2 separate regions of the Pan troglodytes genome follow, and region 2 is linked to region 1. Evidence: chromatin contacts called from public Hi-C data. All regions are on one chromosome and are shown on one strand. The core of a region is the stretch at or near the end of the contact, and the rest is flanking DNA. Distances in the headings are between cores, read along the strand shown.

Region 1 (6,878 bases), core at 1,432-3,931:
GTGGCTTCCATTTGTAATGCCAGCACTTCAGGAGGCCGAGGTGGGAGGCTTGCTTGAACTCGGGAATTTAAAACCAGCCTGGGCAACATAGGGAGACCCTTTCTCTATAAAAAATGTAAAAATTAGCTGGGCATGGTGGCTCATGCCTGTGGTCCCAACTACTCAGGAGACTGAGGCAGGAGGATTGCTTGAGCCCAAGAGGTCAAGGCTGCAGTGAGCTGTTATCACCACCACTGCACTCGAGCCTGGGAGACAGAGTGAGCCTCCATCTTGAAAAAAAATAAAAGAAATAAAAGAAAAAGGAAAGGAAAGGGAAGGAAGGAAGGAAGGAAGAAAGAAAGAAAAGAAAAGAAAGAAAGAAAGAAAGAAAGAAAGAAAGAAAGAAAGAAAGAAAGAAAGAAAGAAAGTTGGATGGCCTGCATCTCTCCCTAAATGTTGTTTTCGCCAATCAAACTTCCTTAAGAATTAAGCAGCAGAGAAGTCAAGGATAAATTGTCTGGCAGGTACCCAATATCTGAAACTCTATACTTCTGATTAGATGCGGATGTACACCTAAGAACTTGGCATCCACTTGTGAAAGTGAAGGTTCCTAACCAGGCCATGTACTTGTATAGACCTACGTCCTCAAAGAGGCAGACCACAGTGTACCCATGGGTAGGGGCCAGATTTCCTTCAGGAAATAGTCCACAGTTGCTGTAACATGACAATAAATGAATAGCCAAGATCCATGAAGTGGCCATGGTGTGGGACATAGATAACAACCCTCCCACCAACATTAGACACTGCACAGTTAGTTTTCTGTTATCCTGTTTTGGTTTTATCATATATACCTCCCCACCCATTAGAGTAGTTAGTTGAGAATTGACTGTTAAAAATGAAATCAACCTGCCGAGAAAAAGTCATGTTGGATGAATCACTGGGGCCCTAGGCTGTTGGCTTCATGTTTAATTTGGATGCTTCCCAATCCAATCTTGAGTAGGTCACCCCATATAGCTTCCTCCATCAGCAGGATGATTTTGTTTTAGAAAATATGTACACTTGGTAAACTGTCAAAGTGAGTTGTACGTAAGGTATGTGTTGTTCAGAGGGAGAAAATATTTTCAGCACTACTTGAAGTCTTTATACCTGACAATGCATTAAGAATTCAACACAGTAATCTTATTGTTTTAGCTGTTGCTTTTACCATTACTCATGCAGCATGACTGGGAAAAAAATTAATGATCCCCCCCACCCCCACAGTGTTTGGTGTGTGTGAGTTTAAAAAAAAAATCTTTTGGTTTGGGATGAATGCGTCGAACAATCCACCATCTGGTGTACAAATATTTTTATAGACACGAATCCAAATACCACAAAATCAGTGCCATGGCTCAGGTTCTGTGAATCTTTTTCTGAGGCAGACTTTTTATTAAATGTGATTATTCTTGAACTATGAGACTCTCTGCAGGAGCATTAAGATTTAGCCTTGAGAACAAAACTCTTTATGTTGACCAATATTTTTAAAAAGATGGAAAGAACTCTCTCTGGAGCTAATTTCAAGGAGGACAAAAAAGAATTTTGTTTTTGTTTTTGCTTTTTTGTTTACATACTAAGCATACACAAACTGAATCAGTGAAAACTTCTGTTACATTCCTGCTGTAATCCTGGCTAGTGGAAGAAGATAAGATATCAGTAAGCTCTGTGGGCATCAAGTTTCGGCCCTGTCAGGTGTAATCAGAACCCTGGTCTTAAAACGAAGGCCTCCACTCCACCTCCTCAGGCAGAGGACACTTCATTCCCCAGCCCCAGGCACCGAGAGGAAAAGGAAGGATCCATCCTGTAAGAGCAAAATAAAACAAAATAGCAACACTGGGTTTGTGTGTTCCCTTTAACTCTTGACACCCTGGAATTAATGCAAAGTGGTCTGTATTTAATATCGAATTCCCTCCCCTCACAATGCGATAATGACAAGAGATTTTTAGAAGGTGTGGATTGTAGTTTTAGAAAATTAAGATTCTCCTCTGAACCTAATGTAAAGAAAATTGATGAGTCTGTGCATTTGATGGGATTCCTAGGTCAGCACCATGTCGTGAAGACATTTTCTGAGATAGTGAGTTTGCTCAAAATGTCACTCCAACTTTTAAAGCATGGAGAAAATTGCTTGTCAGTGAATGTACCACTCAGAGCAAAATAGAATTTTTATTGCTAGATTTCCTTTCAAAGTTAAAAATAAGGATAAACAGAACCAAACGGCTGTTTGGGGGAATGTAGTGATCTGGGGAAGAGAATGATGGCATATCGTTGGAGCTTCCAGCTTTGCTAGTGGAACTCACTGGAATGTCCATGAAAATCACCACAGAGCTCAGACATAGTTCTTAACTGGCAAAACTGTCCTAAAATGACTGGACTCTGATGCAGCTGCCTTGGGAGAAGTGGGAGAAATAACAGTCCCACTTCAGCGATCGGCAAACTAAGGTACAGTGGAAATTGAGCGGTCAGGCAAGGGTCACCAAAACTCAGTGGTGAGCGGGAGACAGGCCCAAAGAGCTGAGGAAGTGTAAACTCCGGTGATAAGGCGATAACTTGAGGAAATTAAAACCCCGTAGTGTGGGAAAGAACAATTAGCCAAGACAGAGGGGCAGGAAGGAATACAGAATGAATTACAATCAGAGGAAACTAGCCAGCAACAAAAGAGATGAACTGGCGGGGGCGGGCGAGAGGGACGGGAGAAGTGACTTAAGAATGCTGGCTTCTCTGGGTTCCATCACCGCCTTCTTGTTAGGTCGCCGTCGCTGCGATCATGATTTAACCCCTTCATGCCTCGGAGTGTCTAACTCCAAGGCAGCTATCTTTATCCATGAAGTTCTTTGAGATTGTGCCACGAATATGATGAATTCCAGATAAGAATGACTGCACCATTAGTTTAGAAAAAGTTACCCCCACCCCCCCAAAAAAGACAGAAGTTTAAGCTTCTATAGATTAGCAAAATATTTCCATCAGAAACATAAGAAGGAACATGTAAAACACAAGTATCAGCAAATGCAGATGTTTTAAGACCAAGAAGAAAGTGTTCATGAAAATGAAATATTTTAAAGGAAAACATGTAAAAGTGTTTAAAACTAATTTTGATGACTATCAAGATGACCTAAGGGGATGAAATGTCCTATAACTAGTAGGAAATGATAGAAAAAAAGTATGATTGTTTTATGAAAATAATAATTTGCTTATTTTAAGTCAATGAGTTTGTCACACATGATTATGGGCACTAGAGAAGATATGCTATGAGCCCAAAATTAAATTGTCTTTTACTTCAATCCTAAAAATCAGCAGGCAGAAAGCTAAGAGGAAGCTCTTCTTTAATCAACCAAGATGCTAAAATCATGGAGAGAAAGGCAAAAAAGATAGACCACAGCAGCTAAGTCATTCAAAAGAAGGGGGAGAGTTGATTTCATAGAATGAAGTGGAATGAAGATGCTAAGTAGGAGTAGAAAAACATGATACTATTACAAAGGGTTGATTGAGCAACAAAGTGGGTAATAAGGCAAATTAAACATTCTTATAAATCCTGTGTCCAGGAAATGAATTAACTGCTCAGACTAATAAATGAAGAAGCATCACACAGAAGATAATGATTAAATGTCACCATGGGAAAACAGAAGGTTCCCGGTTTATAAAACCAGCACACTTAAAAAGAAGAAAAGGGTGGGGGCATTTGAAACAATACTAAGAGGCTTTAAAAGTGAACTGAAAAAAAAATGTAAAGTAGACAGTGATGGAAGGACAGCCTTAGAAGACACCTCAACGATACAAGATTCTTTAAATATCTTAAAGGGATTGTGGGTAAGGAGGAGCATCCAGGAAATTGAAACATTAAACTCGGGTTTATTTTAATTTATTTTACCTTAATTTTTTGGTCTTGCCTTCATGAGGCCAATAAATGTACCAGAAATGGAAACAGTGTCAGAGAGTGATAAATTAAGAACAATGAGGAATTCCCTTCCAATAAATTAAGATAACTCAAGAAAAGACAACTCCTGAGTGGGAAGAAAAAGCTGCAGAGATTAATACTGCCTTCATGTAGCATTTGGATGGCTCCTAGGAATCATAAAGATACCTGGGGAAATCAGAGCCAAGTAAATCTAGTACCTTTCAAAAAACAATGGACTACGGAGGAAGCAGAAAAATGCTAGCCTTGCAACTCGGGAGCAATTGAAATATTTAAAGTATAGATAAAGCAACCAAGGTGGAATTACCAAATACCTAGAAATATATGAGTTCAGCAGACAAAACAATCAAATTTTAGGGAAAGTGACCTCCTGAATAAAATCCTTATAGAAGTTTTCAGGCTTTTGAATTTTGGCCACTATACTACAGTTTATAGAGAAGATGAATAAATGGACATCTATTAGCAACATCATGATATTCTGCAAATGGCATTTGTTAACTAACATCATAGAATACAGATTGATAAGGAAGAATTGGAAGAGATTAAACAGTCCTCTCCCCCTGGAGGTGCTGACATCAGCATAGATGCAAAAGTATCCATAAGCGTAGGCATCCAATGACCAGAAAGCTAGTGGCATCTGTCACACATGCATTGCACAATTGCAATGCATTGTATGCGTGAGCAAGAGCATCTCAATCTCAGATTCATTTAAACAAATAAGTCATCACAGAAATAGTACCTATGAAGAAATCCTTGAAGAGGTTTTGGAATGAATGGTTTGCTGGGCAGGCAGGATATTTCTGATACAAGAAGAGCCTCTGAGAAGGCCCACAGCCAGGAGTGGGAAATAGGGCTGAGGAATCATGAACAGGGCTGAGAGAGCATAATATTCGTAAGAAGTGATGGGAAAGATTAGGTAGCCTATAGTAGGAGACAGATTTGAGCATGGGCTTTGGAGTGAGACAACCTGGTTTGAAGCCTAGCTCCATAGTGGTATAATCTCTCCCCCACCCCCACCCCCACCCCCACCCTGACCTCTATGTGCTTTGGTCTCTTCATCTTAAAATTGGAATTTTAATATACTCACCTTAAGGATTGTGCTAAGAGTTAAGTGAGATGTTCTGTGTTCAAGCACCTAGAAAAAATAAGAACTCCAATATTAGCTATTGCTGTGAATGAATTGTAGTCAGTCCAAAGATGAGAACACTCGCCTTCCTCAGTTCCTTGGGGTCATCTCTTTTGACTTTCTGCTGCCTTTTCAAAACTTTTACACTGTCTAAGGACAACAGCCCTACCCGGCTCTCTCACTCTAAGAGATGGTGGGAAGGACAGTTTCACTCTCGATTTCCCTGTTCTCCCCTCAAAACACACTCTTTCTTCTTAGCCCCCTCTGCTGTTTCTGAGAACACAGTGCCCCATTTCTTTCCAAAGCTAAAACCTCTCTGGCAACAGAGAACCCAACTGTTATGGATTCAGCAGTTGACGGTTGACCTCCAGCAGGTTGGTGCTCCATCAGTAAGCCCATTCCTCTCTCCCAGCTGCAGTAACTCCTTCCTGTCAGCCTCCAGCCCTGCTCAAGTCTTCTCTGGCTCTGTGCATTTCTTCCTCCAATGTGCAGAGCCAACACCACCCACTTCTTTCCTTCCCTGCATAAATGAAACTCCCCTCTCTCTGATTTTTACTCCCCCTTCCTCTGCTGAAGCAGCTGGTTTGATGGCCACCAAAGAAGAAAGTTTTTCTCCATCTTATTCTATTCTAGTTTCTTGTGATTCTGTGTTACCTCTATTGACAGATTGTTTTCTCTTTTCTGATGGTTTCTTTATAGTCTTCTTTTTCTTTGCTGAGGCTGTTCCTGTAAGTATCTCCAGGGATTCTAGACTTGGCTTGTTCAGTTTCTCACACTGTACTGAACAACCTCATGTAAACCTTCAAGCCCATGATTTATCATTTCGTTGTTATTGTTGTCGTTTTTGAGACAGAGTCTCACCCTGTTGCCCAGGCTAGAGTGCAGTGGCCCGATGAAGGTTCACTACAGCCTCGACCTCCTGGGTTCAAATGATTCTCTACCCTCAGCATCCCAAGTAGCTGGAACTACAAACACATGCCACCATGACTGGCTAGTTTATTTATTTTTCTGTGGAGACAGGCTCTCACTATGTTGCCCAGGCTGGTCCTGAACTCCTGGCCTCAACTGACCCTCCTGCCTTTGCCTTCCAAAGTATTAGAATTACAGGCAAAAGCCAGTGCACATGGTCATTATTTATCATCTCTCTGCAGGTCATTCCTTGACTATCCTTCTGAGGCTGGAATTTCCAATTGCTTTTTGAAATTCTCACACCATTGCCTTTTCATTCATTTATTCATCCACTCAAAAATATTTATTGAGTGCTACTGAAACATGTTTAAAACTATCTAATTAAATAAAATAAAAAATAAAAAAATAAAAAAAAACCTATCTAATTATCTCTCTCCATCCCCACTCTCATCTGCATTTTGTCCTGCCTTTTCTCTGGGTAAATGATATCCTTTTCTTAGGAGCAGAAGCTAATTTTATTTCTTTGTAATCTCCCAAAGTGACTTAGTATAGTTTCTAGAACTAAATGGGACTCTATAAATACTGTTGAATTATATTGAGCTGAAATCATACATGAAGTGATAGACAGTTATGAGAAGGACCTTAGAGGACACACATCTATTCATTCTTTGGCAAAAACACAAATAGACTCAGTTATCAATTAATACCTCTCTTGCACTAATTTTACTTTTAGCATTAAGATTCTAAAATTCTATACAAGTAGTGCAGAAAATTTATGTAATAGGCCTAAAAACATCAATTTTAAAGACGGAAATAGAATTGTTCATAGAGAGGACTATCCTTTGTTTAGCAAAAGACCTTGGATATGAAAGATGAAATCTCCAAAGCTAACTTAATTTGTATAAGAAATGTATCAAGAAT
Region 2 (6,893 bases), core at 2,190-4,689, 280 kb before region 1:
TAGCATGGAGAGAAAGCAGATGGATGCAGGGCCGCCACACCCAGCTCTGTCCCTGAGTTCTGATACCATCTCAGGCTATCTGAACTTGTCCTGATGGAGAAGCCGAAATCTCCGCGATCAACCACTAGAGGGAAACAGAACCAATTAGAATGGCATCGGCCCCACATTCCATTCACACTGAACCGCCCTAGAGAACATTCCATCACAGGGTGTACACGCTGTTGTTCCTTCCTGGGGCTCTCCAAAGGACTTGAAGACTGTGTCACGTGGGTTCGCTGCCCCCTGCGAGGTCCGTGTCTGCTGCTCCTTGGGAAACCATGGCGGGCCGTGTTCTCCTCTCAGCAGATGGCGCTCGGGTCCCTTGGAGGAGAGTGGGGCGCCTGCGGAGCTGAGAGATCCACGCAGAGCCCCTTTGCCTTCCCTGCCCTGACCTTCTGTTACCAGGCGGTTACTCCACAAGCCCCTCTAGAGACTGATTCTTTTTTCACTTTCTCCAGAACTACCACTAACCCTCATCAGCTGATGTTGAAGCCTGCCTAATGATTGGTAGGAAAAGGAATGTTCCTTGAAAATAGCAGGACTCCGCCTGGTGCGGTCGCTCATGCCTGTAATCCCAGCACTTTGGGAAGCTGAGGCGGGCAGATCACCTGAGGTCAGGAGTTCGAGACCAGCCTGGCCAACATGGTGAAACCCTGTCTGTACTAAAAAAATAAAAATAAAAAAATACAAAAATTAGCTGGGCATGGTGGTATGCACCTGTAGTCCCACCTACTTGGGAGGCTCAGGTGGGAGAATCGCTTGATCCTGGGAGGCGGAGGTTGCAGTGAGCCAAGATCGCACCACTGCCCTCCAGCATGGGTAATGGAGTAAGACACTATCTCAAAAAAAAAAAAAAAAAAAAAAAAAAAAGAAAGAAAAGAAAAGAGAAAGGAAATAGGAAGACTCTATAGCTTCCATGCACATGATAACAGTGGCCATGACTTGATCACCACCATGGACTGTTGGGATGGGGGGAAAGACTCAAGGTGTGAGAAACAAGAGGCAACTGTGGTGCCTGGCTTTTGCCCCCGCTGAGCCATGACAACTCGGTGGCTTCAGGAAAGTCACTTCAACTCTCTGAATGAATGTCCACTTCCCCGGCACACAAAAGGGGCAATAAACGTATTCTACCTCCTCCTCAAGAGAATACATATTAGTGAGCTTTGAATACTGCAGAAAGCTTTTACACATTTTTGGGGCCGCAGATATTTGTCACTAAAATTTGTGGGAAAGAGTAGACAGCCGCTGATAGGGAAAGACTAAGCCAGGAAATGACAGGCTAGCATGGCAGCCAGCTTCTCTGCTGGAAGACTCACAAGGTGGTGGTTTTCCCAGCTCCATTGTGGCCCAGGAATGCAGTGATCTGGTTCTCGTAGAAGGTGATGTTCAGACGGTCCACAGCTGGCCGGCCATAGGGCTCAAAAATCTTTACCAGATTCTTCACGCATACCCCAGGAACCCACCCTGGATGCTCACGTTCAAAGAAGGAGTCTTGGAGGAAAAAAAATGAACATGATGTAAACATAATGCCTAATTACATGGCCCCAGGGCTCTTTCTCCAGGCCCTTGTATTCTGCCTATAACATCACCTGCCCCTGTGGCTTCGGCTATCACCGTTGCAAGGAAGACTCCAGAATAATAATAGTAATACTAGCATCAAACGTTTATACAGCACCTCCTATATGCCAGGCACTGCTTCGACTGCTTTACACAAATTACCTCAATATACTCTTATAATGGTCCTAAGGGGTAGACATTTATTAGGCTCATTTCCATAGTCCAGGGAACCTTAGACACAGAGACATCAAGCGTCCTATTAAGGACACATAGGCATGAGTGGCAGAGTTGGGATTTGAACCCAGAGCCCATGCTTGTTAGAATGCACTGTCTATAGGGAGAGTTGGCCCCAAGCCCAACCTTGGTCCTAGGCCCTCATTGCCAACAGTCCACGGGGCATTTCCTCATGAATTTCTAGAAGCGGCTTAGGTTCTTCATCTTCCCAAAACAACGTCTGCCTTCAGATTCTCCCATGACCTTTTCTGGACCGCCATTCTCTTAGTCACCTTGGCTTGAATCTTTGAGTTGACTTTGACTAAGGCTTCTTGCTCCTCAGAACTCCCAGAGTTTTCCAATAGGTGGGTAGGGCAGTCCATGCTTCCTCATCACCATCCCTCAAACCCCACTCCCCTCCTTCTTCCTCCCATGCCCCCTCCAGTGCAGACCCTCACCGAGTGCTCTCACTTCTCCCTGACCTCCCATCTCTCCCTGCTTCATTTCACCTTATATGGCACAGCTTAATTTGTCATCTTAATACTGTAGCTCTAAGCATTTTTTTCCCTAGGGGGAAAAAGTCCACTGTTTCTTCTATCCGTGCCTCCTGGCCTTGCCTGCAACTGAGGTGGAACCAGTCCCCAGCCTCCTGATTTCGGCTTAGACTTTCCACTGTGGGAGGAGGATCTTGCCAGAGGCACGGTGTACTGCAGTCTAACTCTGGGAGGGGCTGCAGGTCTCTGGCTTTAGTTTTATGAAATGGCCCCTGGGGTGGGCTGGAGGGATAAAGGCCAGACCCTCTCCTGCCCTGTCAGGCAGAGCCCAGGGGCTGTGCTGCCTGTCTAAACCCAGAGCATTTTGGCCACAGAGAAATGCGTATGCTTAGGGAATGTAAAGCCTTGGGAGAAATACAGAACTAGTTTAAGAGAGAAGATGAGGGCGGCAAAAGCCAGGAAAACAAAACTTGTAAATCTGGGTCGTCAGTTTAGGGATTATTAGGTAACTTCCACTGTCAGGAAAGGCTTCTGATGGTTTCAATGAATGGCCTTCTAGATTTGTAAGCCGTAAGTGAAGTGTAGTCAGCTCCCCTGGAGTCTCTTTCCCCCTGGACACAGAAGCATTTATTTTTGTCTTTCCTTATAGCTCATATCCGCTTTAAGTCCCAGTGACCAAAGTTATTGTTCTTGCTAAATCCTCGGAAGTCAGCACATTTGTGCAACTCACTTGGGATTTGCCTAACAAGGGCACAGGCACACTACATAGTCGGTATTTGCTTTCTCCAGGAAATATGCGCTAATGTCTGGGCTGAACCATTCATTCCACACACATGCAGATGGACCTCTGAGAAGGGATCTTGTTTAACACTTGTCCACAGAGAGAGTCAGTTTCCTAGGCTTCTTTCCACCCTTGCCATGAGATGTTTTGCTCTGGCCCTCTGCAGTGCTTAGAGCCTTTTCCTCGCCTCTGCTGTGTATTCTTTATCGGGGTTTTACCGTGTATTCCTTCTGGGTGCTCTGGATCCTCCGTTTCCTCTGTTAGGGGCTCGGTCTTTTCCAGGGCTCTTTCTTCTCTGGTTGAACACCCTGCACCAATCAGAAGCCAGTGTTACTCTACCACCGGGAGCTGAGAACCAGCAAAGGCAGGAAAGGAGGGGAGAGGTACAGGGAGCAAATGAGTTTCCTAGCCAGCCTCTGACCTGCTCTAGGACTGTGAGGTACTCAAGCCTGATCACACAATCTTTGCCAGAGGAAGATTTATAACAGGAGCTTCAGACTTGGAGAGTTTCCCCTCCTCCTCTCAATGTGCCAGGAGGAGCCCACAGTTTCAGAAACTGTGATTTAAAAAAAATTAAGAAAACCAGGTTTGAATTTGAAATGAGTTAATTTTCTTTAGCCCACCACTGGCACATTTTACTCCAATCCAAAACATGTGAAAGTCATGGCGAACCTTGAGTAAAAGTGTATTCAGGGGCCGGATGTGGTGGCTCACGCCTGTAATCCCAGCACTTTGGGAGGCCAAGGCAGGCGTATCATGAGGTCAGGAGTTCGAGACCAGTCTGACCAACATGGTGAAACCCCGTATCTACTAAAAATACAAAAATTAGCCGGGTGGGGTGGCGCTCACCTGTAGTCCCAGCTACTCAGGAGGCTGAGGCAGGAGAATCGCTTGAACCCGGGAGGCGGAGGTTGCAGTGAGCCGAGATAGCGCCACTGCACTCCAGCCTGGGCGACAGAGTGAGACTCTGTCTCAAAAAACAAAAACAAAAACAAAGTCTATTCAAAGTGCTATGACGGGCAGCCAGCTTAAACTACAGCTTGAGTATATGGTTTACCTGAGAAATTCACCTAGATGGGCATTTAAGTATCTTGGAATTAACACCAGGGTTGAGCCTGGTGATGGTATTAATACAAGCCTGGACAAATTGTGAAGTGCGGTATAAACACACGCATTGAACACACACACACACACACACACATACACACACACACAAACAGACACTTTTTGGCAAACTTGCCATTTGGTTTAAAAAGACATCAGGACATCCTGGAAGGGGAAGAGAAGCAGAAGGGCCAGTCTGCCAGAGAGGAAGACAGGGGCAGGAGGAAACCACTGTCACCAGGCATCCAAGGGCTCTCGGCCTCAAGTGCACATACAGGAGCAGGGCGAGATTTCTCAATGCAACAGCCACCCAGGGCCCCTCTGTCCCCCGCCCTCTGAAAATGTGCAGGATGTGTGCTGGAGCAGCAGGTAGTGGGCCTGCTGGTCAGGGACCTGCTGCCTCTAGTACTGTTCTTCTATTTCTGCTTCCTGAAGGACTTTTGATTCTATGCCCCACAGTTCCTTTGATCACTTTACTAGCTATCAAACTGCACAAATAGGTAATGAAATAGCAAGAGGAAACATCCTCCTGAAGAGTTTAATCACTGGAATGAGTTTCCTGCCAGGCAATGTATGTGCACGTTCCAGATTTTGTCCCAGGTGACCAATAGGGGAAGATACTGGATGTCTCCTGGGCTCCATTTTTTATTTTTTAATCTGTGAAAGGAGGGAGGTTGGGTGGAGACACTCAGCTCTTTTCTGGTTTCAGAGAGTTTTAGAAATCCATTTCAGTCCAGCCTATGAGACAGGTGAAAAATATTTGCCTTCCGTTGGCAAACATATTTGTGATTCACTTTTGAAGGAGCATATTTTCCTTATGATTTTTTTTCTTAAGAGGCAGAGTATCTGTTGGGATTGTAGAGAAAAATAAAATGCCCACAAGCCCTGTGTTGAAATTTTTCATTTATTATATAATTTTATTATAGTAAAAAATTAACAAGTTTACAGGTAGACAAGTCAATACAATGAAAAAATCCTGAGTTGTTAAAGTGTTGTTTGTTTGACCCAGTGAAAACAAAAGCAAAAAACAAAAGAAAAAAAGAAAAAAAAAACCCTGGCCAAGCCCTTTAAAGGCCCTGGACTAATCCCCCAGAGAAAACAAACATCCATCTCAGTGCTTGCAGGATAAGTCCTGGCCCAGGCCCAATAATACAAAGTAAAGAATAGGTAGGTGAGCAACAAACAGATGGGAGAGTGCTTCAGCTCTAGGGGAGTCCCCCGCTTACACCCTGGAATTTCTTTGCTTTCTCAGACCTCACAAAAGAGTCTGTGCTTTTCCCTGCTTCTAGAACTTTCTCTAGCTAGGCCTCCTGTTTGGTTCAGTAGTAAAGGTGCCTTTTACCTAAGATGTGTTGTGGGCAAATGCCCTTTCAGCCTTCTTCCCCACCCCTAAGAAAGATCAACACCAGGAGAATCTGAGGTATTGCCTTGAAGATAACAGCTCTGCCTCAGCCCCAGGAGGAGTCTTCATCTTGGGAGAATAAACTAATTTATATTTTGAAAAGGCAGAGAAGAATAAAAAGGCACAAGGAAGGCAATGGGAGATGAATGCAAAGGTTCCTTCATGATTCCCTGGATTTCTGCTTTATACTGAAAAGCTGCAAAAGTTCTTTGAACCTTGAAGTGGCTTGGCCTTTTTTAAATAGGGCAATTTAGTCTACTGGACAAGGTGTACAGGACCCAGGGCTTCATCCATGATCAGCCATTCATGATCACACAGGGCCCAGCAACTTGTGAAAGGTGGTCCCCCAGACGCTGCAATGCCCATCAAGGGGCAGAGCCCCAGGAGGCAGCTGACTCATCAGGAATCACACCGTTTACATAGAGGGCCACCTCTGTGATCCATATACATCTTGCACAGAGCCCAAGGAGTTGATTTCAAACATTAAGATTTGTGTTTTAAAGGACTCACCTTCACCACCAAGCCAATATGACTCTTGTAGAAGAAAGTACCAAGGAAGTGGGGTTCCATAGTCTCCTAAAAATAGAGACAAATAAACAGAGAAGGTCGAAGGAGTCTTCCTATCCTACCTTACCGCAGTTCTATAAGATCTAGAGTTTATTTACCTGAACCTCAAATTGTAACTATAGATATTTGCAGTTATTATTACATGGCTATTCTCAGGCTCCCAGAAAGACTACCCCTTCCAACATATTTTTATCCACACAGTCATGTTTTTGGGGTGTTATAAGCAACGGCAAGACCAATAATCTTGGTTGACATCAGTTTTCCAAGAAAACGTTTCATGAGAGAATTAAATCAAGTCCTTTTCCAGGAGTCAGATAATAATAATGGTGATCATCACTAAGATGTACTGGATATTCTTTCTGTGGCAGGCATTGCTGTGAGTGCTTTCCATGTGTTAAATAATTTAAACCTCAAAACAACCCCGGGAGATAGGTAGTAATATTATTCTTGTGAGAAAGGAAACAGAGGCACACTGAGATTGAGCCATCTGCCCCCCGTCACAGATAGTGAAACAGAAATGTAGGAATTCCAACACAGGTAATCCAGTTCTAATGCCAGTGTTTTTAACCCTACACCCCCATCCCTCATTCTACTGGATCTACCAGGGTTCCAAGAAAAAGACTCCCAAATTTCTAGTCCAGTTCTCTTTGAAAGTTCTGCTTCCTACAAAATGTTGATTTTGTAAAATCATGGTCTCGGCTTTTTATAAGAGTTGCCGTATGTTTCATGGCCTTTG

What was found. A called contact is a pair of places that touch in the nucleus more often than the background predicts.
Region 2: a contact with region 1 is called in a Hi-C map of induced pluripotent stem cells, with 2.0 times the contacts expected there. The contact joins two enhancer-like sites. A contact is called at or near these places in 4 of 7 Hi-C or Micro-C datasets (induced pluripotent stem cells, a lymphoblastoid cell line and stem cell-derived neural progenitor cells) and 1 of 1 other capture datasets (stem cell-derived neural stem cells).

Annotation. Positions count from the first base shown.
Region 1 is chr1:136,848,219-136,855,096 of NHGRI_mPanTro3-v2.0_pri, reverse strand. LOC107967393 (a long non-coding RNA gene) reads right to left here and starts at 5,598. Exons shown (of 3, transcript XR_001707746.2): 1 at 5,385-5,598; 2 at 5,010-5,057; 3 at 1,399-1,813. Within about 2 kb of position 2,681, at least 4 of the 24 cell types and tissues checked have an H3K27ac peak or open chromatin away from gene starts, as enhancers often do. A contact at or near this core is called in induced pluripotent stem cells, where this site is marked.
Region 2 is chr1:137,127,682-137,134,574 of NHGRI_mPanTro3-v2.0_pri, reverse strand. ABCA4 (ATP binding cassette subfamily A member 4) reads right to left here. Exons shown (of 50, transcript XM_054668016.2): 17 at 6,101-6,166; 18 at 3,303-3,392; 19 at 1,356-1,530. Among named protein-coding and RNA genes, the nearest start is that of ABCA4, 72 kb to the right of the region's middle. Within about 2 kb of position 3,439, at least 6 of the 24 cell types and tissues checked have an H3K27ac peak or open chromatin away from gene starts, as enhancers often do. A contact at or near this core is called in induced pluripotent stem cells, where this site is marked.